Linked DNA regions of Anas platyrhynchos: region 1 is linked to region 2. A link is a contact called in public Hi-C data. All regions are on one chromosome and are shown on one strand. Each heading gives the region's core, a stretch centred on a gene start, on an enhancer-like site or on the middle of the called end of the contact. The rest is flanking DNA. Distances are from core to core; before and after follow the strand shown.

Region 1 (2,700 bases), core at 57-2,556, 90 kb before region 2:
CTGCAGAGGCTTTTAATTCAGGCTTGTAATTACACTGCACAGGGCTCATTGACACCTCCCATGAAATTGGCCTGAACCCAAGCTCCTCAAAGTGCAGATCCAAAAATGAGGTCACGGCTTATCTGACACACATGCACTAGTTAGGCTGAACAAGTGCTGATGGATGGAGTTGGAGTTTTGCATTCGCTTCACTTCTGGTTTTGTTTTATTTTATGTTTTTCCACACTTCCCACAAGGAGGAAATCTTAGTCACTTAGAGAGAAATTCCTTACTGTGCCATGGGCCAGACAAGGGGCTGTGTATTACCCAAAAATTAATGGTCCTGTTTGAAAAACCTCACCTGGATCAATGCCGCGCTGGCCTTCTGCCAACTAACTGCCTGACTCCGCATGCCTCTTACGTACCCAAATTCCTTTGGAGAGCAAACAACATTCTGCAGAAGCCTCAGCCACTAGCTCATGCTCTTAGTATGTTTTTCTTCTGAAAGTTGTTCTGCATAATTCAGTATTAGATATGAAAAGCGCAAGCAGGTCTATGTTTTTTCAAGTACCCTATCATGCAATTAAAGTAAGAAAGGGACTAACCAGCACAAATACCCAACCAAAAAGCAAAATAAATAAGAAGCCTTTGATCTTGGGGACCTCTAACTGCGTCTGCTGGCAGGTCTTTCCAAAGTGGAAGTGATACAATGTGTGTTCAGTATGAAGAATAAGGGAAAGCAAAGGCATCCTCCGTAGGAGGAACAGCTGTAACGACGCAAATTCTTACAAGCAACACTTGCGACAGCAGGAGTTGCACTGAGTGACCTTCAAAACCTCTTCCAGCTACAGCTTTTTATGGTTGTAATAGGCTCAACTGCAAGAAAACATGATGGGCTGTGAGGATATGGAGTCTTGGAAAAATGTTTTGGGGAGCTCAGGTTTAGGACCCCCTGATTTCTGTTTTCAGAAATGGTCCCATGAGCTTGAAGATTTGGAGTTGAAAAGGGCAGAGACCAAAGAAGCCTGGCACAGCGCATTCCAAAATTCAGATGCCTTAAGGAGAGTGAAGCTCCAGAGCTCCCAGCATGCAGGCTCTGCTGTGAGACCTTTGCATCACAGCCAGAGCCTTCAGCCCCTCCACACTCACCATCACCTCTGGGCTGCTTGTACGCAGCAACCACCCTCCTCTGCTGCAAGACAAGAATGTCGTAGACCATGAGTAAGATCAGTTTTTCCTCAGATGCCATATCCTGCAGATATTGGCACACCATTTCCCTTCAGTCATGTCCACACCATCTAAATTTAGGATCCCTGTTTCCCTGTATAGCTGTCTTGAAGCAAGAATGTCCAGGCGGTGAGTCAGAGTACCCAAATTAGCTGCCTATTTTACACACTGTCAGCTGGTGACTTAATCTTTACTCAGTCCACCAAGCCCTGGCTCTCAACAGCTCCATTCAAGATGAGATGATAAACGATCATTTAATCTGTGGCCTGATAATTCATGGCACTTTCTACAGCTCTGAGCAGAGCACTACCTGTGCTGTGAGGCTGGGTGAGATTCCTGGAAAGCCCGCGGCTCTCCTGCAGAGCACGTTTGTAAGATAAAACGCCAGTGCCAACTGAGTAAGTTGTCAGGTGTATGAGTGCAAAAAAGAATAAGTCTCTCCCACTTAGGCCATTTCACTACCACTAGTGCATGTTGCTTGGACTTGTCCAGAACTGATGGGGGGAGCAACATTTTGGAATTAGGCACCAATTAAGTATTTAAGTTTTGAAGGGAGCATTTGTTCACTTAAAACTGTTTATTAAGTGTTTTTTGTTGTTGTTGTTGTTGTTTTTTCAAACCTGCTGAAGGAACTGAAGTGACGGAGAAATTTTGAAAATTCCTCCTTTCCGTGTTTTTCTGTTTTTCTGCTTCTTCCCCTTTTTGATTCTATTTTTCATTCTCATAAAAATGGATGGGAAAAAAAAATTAGAATGTAAAGGAGGAAAAAGGAAGGAAACCACCGAAACATGAAGAGTTGGGAAAAAAACTGATTGAACAGTTAAATGAGGTCTATTGATACTCTAACTTTGAGGATGTGAGTGTGTGTTGGCATATGCAACAGTTTAAAAATAGGTATTTCTAAAGCTTACGCTTAAGAGGAATAATAAGTTTAATGCTTAAAAATGAGAATATGCAGTTTTTTAATACTTTATATGAATGTAAATTCCAGGGGCTTCAAGGAGTTCCTCAAGCTTGACAGTGGTAGAAGAGTAGAACTTCTGCCTTTGGCAAGCAGATTGTGTGCAGAATATCAGAGCCTTTATATTTAAAGGGTATTTTTTCATGTATAAACCTGACTGTGTTGTGAGACAGTGCATTGGGAGCTTTAGCAATAGACACATGAAATGTCAAAATAATTGTATCATGTAAAATGACGTAAGTTTTTTCTTTTGATGTTGTTAATTATTCCAGTTAAAATATTGAGTTGGGGGTGGGGAGGGAGTGTTTTCCTGAATAAACACGTCTGATTCATATTGCAGTGCAGCGTGTCTTTAATCAAACACGTCTGGGTGGAAAACGCCTGAACACAGTGTCTGGGTGATACGATGGTAATCTGAGAGGCGGATCTGGCCCCCGGAAACATAACAGAAGCTGCGAGCCGGCAGTGAGTTCACAAAGGCAGAGAAATTTGCACAAAGTGAGCAGGGTCCTTCAATGCTCTGCAAATTTTTG
Region 2 (2,700 bases), core at 84-2,583:
GGGATCCCTGGAGTCCCTCTGTGCTGGGGCCTGTGCCCACTTGGCACCGGGAGCCACCTCCTGCTGTCACGTCCCCTGGGGAAAGGGCTGCTGATGTAGCCAACCTGATTTAGAAACTGCTTTAATCAGCACAATCACTTTGTGCTGGGTCCTGTGAGTCACTTGGATGCCACTGTCCATAGAGGGGTCATCGAGGCCCTTGCCTGGGATTTTCAAAACCTCGCAGCCCGCAGCACCAGTCCCACTGGAGGTCTGTGAGGGGTTCTGAAAATCCATCTCGCCACCTGATCTGGGCTCTCTGTGTCACAGTTTTGGCTGGCTTTGCTCTTGGCAGAAATATCAAATTTGGCCTCTAACACGCACAGAAAACTTGCACCCGCACTTACAGTGCTGTAAATTCAGGCTAAATGTATTAAAGTTAAGGGAGGTGATCTTGGAGACTTAAAGCTGTCATGGGGAAAAGTCGCATCAGGCCTGTGGAGTCAACAGCCTGGCCTGCTGCCACCCTGGGCTCATTTGTAAAGTAGCCCAGAGGGATTTTTTTATGAATGTCCCATTAATGTTAACAGCTAAATCCCTGCCCTGCTCTAAAAACCTCACTCCTGTCTATGTTAGACGCAACATCTTCCTTTAATTTGCTCCCAGAGCTCACCAGCCATATCTTCTGATCATCTTGAAAACCATCCAGCTCCAATCCCCTGCCGTGGGCAGGGACACCTTCTACCAGGATGTGTCACGCAATCACCCCTTTAAGCATAAATTGTTGGCATGTTGGAGGAATCTTAAGAAAAAGGCAGTTTTGCAGATGTCTCGTTCATTTTTCAGGGTCCCTCAGCCCTCCACTTAATGCCCTATCAGTGGCTACAGGAGAGGACTGGAAACAGCAGGTTAGTGACGATATTTCTCTGGCTTTATCTGAGAGCCTCCTGTTAAGCTCAGCTCAGGAAAAAAGCTCTGCCTGTCCAGAACTCGCAGGCATATTTAGGACCACCTGAACCCCTTTGCAATGTGCTGTTTGCAGCCCAGTTAATGTTCGTCCCCCCTGTGCCCTAAGGGCCAGACCTGGGCAACAAAATAACCCAGGAGCTCAAAATGCTCAGAGCACAGCCACTCATCCATGCTGTCACTGATAGCTCCTGATGCAACTTTCACATTATTTCAGCCTGAAAAGGAAAAAATAAAAAAATCTGTGGTCCAACCACATAACAACATGCAGCGTTATCAGGGGAGATACTTCCCTTTCCTTGCTGCTGTGGTCTCTCTCTTGTTACTGGAAGCCCTGCTGTGCCTTACGAGCCACAGCTCATCACTGACAACAAATCTGGGTTACACCAAAACCGAGTCAGAATACTTGGAGGCATGAGCCAAGTGTCCTCAGCTCGCTTGGCTGACCTACGGGGCTGCAGCATGACTTAACCGCGGATGGGATTCCTTCCTAATAAATGCACCACAGGCAGCCTATTGCACACAGCGCGGCGGCAGCCAAGAACTGAGGAGGAATACTTTCTGCGTGAGTATTTAAGGAATCCTGATACTACTTTTGGTTTCAGTCGAAAACTATTTCCTCTCTTGAAGTCAGGAGTTCTCACTCGTGGCTGTGCGTGAAACCGGATGCCGGCAGGGAGGGAAGAGCAGCGTTTGCATCACTGCGCTCCAGGCAGCGCTGCCACCCGGGTGGTGAAGGGTCAGGGACTCCATCTCTTGCCCACCTTGTGTTAAATCCCTGCTTGCAGCGTGGCTGCCGATGCCCAAGCAGAGCGAAAAGCACAACTCTTAATGAGAACGCATATTCATATTTGTAAGCCACTTCAGGTCATGAACTGTCAGCTTTGGTTCATATCAAGAATGTGCTGAGAATCTGAAACTGGAAAGTAATCAAAGAGAAGCAGAAGAGTGGGCAGCTAGTAAAAGACTAATAACGGCACAGCAGCAACCCTCCTCCTGCAGAAAAACGGAAAGTGTTGTGAAGAACCGGCACAGCTGCAGCAAGAAGTCTTTCAGAAAGCCAGAATGAGTGACACAGCTCCCGGGAAGGGGGACACGGCTGAACGTTGCACAGGACAGCAGCACACGTATTAGTCACAAACTCAAATGCTGAGCTGTAGCAGATATAGAAAGGAAGGGTTAGGAGGAACAGCAAAAAAAAGTTTTCTGCATTCAGCAGAACTAAGAGAAGAAAGGGAGGCCTGCAGGGGTGTTAGTGTGGGGTTACTTTAGAGCTGCCCTACACCAGAGCAGGCTCAAGACAACACATTCAAGTGCTCACAGCTCTGACTTGCATATGATCGCTTATTTATGTGTGTCCACAGAAGACACAGGGAGCGAGGAGCCTTATCCCATGCTCCATGGGCAAATTATCACAAAATGCTGTTCTGCTGGAGGTTGCAGCAATTGCTAGAAACACCCAGCAAAGAACGGTAACTGGAGCAGGGCCAGGTGATGGCTCCCCTGCCCCTGCGATGAGCAGCAAGCAGCAGGAGATGCCACACACCCGAGGGACATCCTGTGCTGGCGCTGCTGCCTCTGCTTGCTCCAAGTGGCTGGGGACGAGCCCGGCCAGGCTGACATCCCTGCTGCTGTGTGAGGTGCTCCACAACCAGTACCACCACCGTCCTGGAGCACCTGCAGCCCTCACCTCCTGGAACCCTCCCCACCACGGCTGGGCACCTTCCACATCACAGACACGGATTTCTGTGTCCC

Evidence for each region. Hi-C and Micro-C count contacts between places; a contact is called where the count stands out from the background.
Region 1: a contact with region 2 is called in a Hi-C map of liver, with 6 times the contacts expected there. The contact joins two enhancer-like sites. A contact is called at or near these places in 5 of 8 Hi-C or Micro-C datasets (F1 follicle, liver, skeletal muscle and 1 more).

The regions. Positions count from the first base shown.
Region 1 is chr18:5,566,132-5,568,831 of IASCAAS_PekinDuck_T2T, reverse strand. TNFSF8 (TNF superfamily member 8) reads left to right here. Exons shown (of 4, transcript XM_013102263.5): 4 at 1-2,473. The region is part of intron 2 of LOC110353216 (a long non-coding RNA gene); the gene reads right to left. Among named protein-coding and RNA genes, the nearest start is that of TNFSF8, 19 kb to the left of the region's middle. Within about 2 kb of position 1,306, at least 2 of the 8 cell types and tissues checked have an H3K27ac peak or open chromatin away from gene starts, as enhancers often do.
Region 2 is chr18:5,475,969-5,478,668 of IASCAAS_PekinDuck_T2T, reverse strand. No RefSeq gene overlaps it. Among named protein-coding and RNA genes, the nearest start is that of TMEM268, 22 kb to the right of the region's middle. Within about 2 kb of position 1,333, at least 4 of the 8 cell types and tissues checked have an H3K27ac peak or open chromatin away from gene starts, as enhancers often do.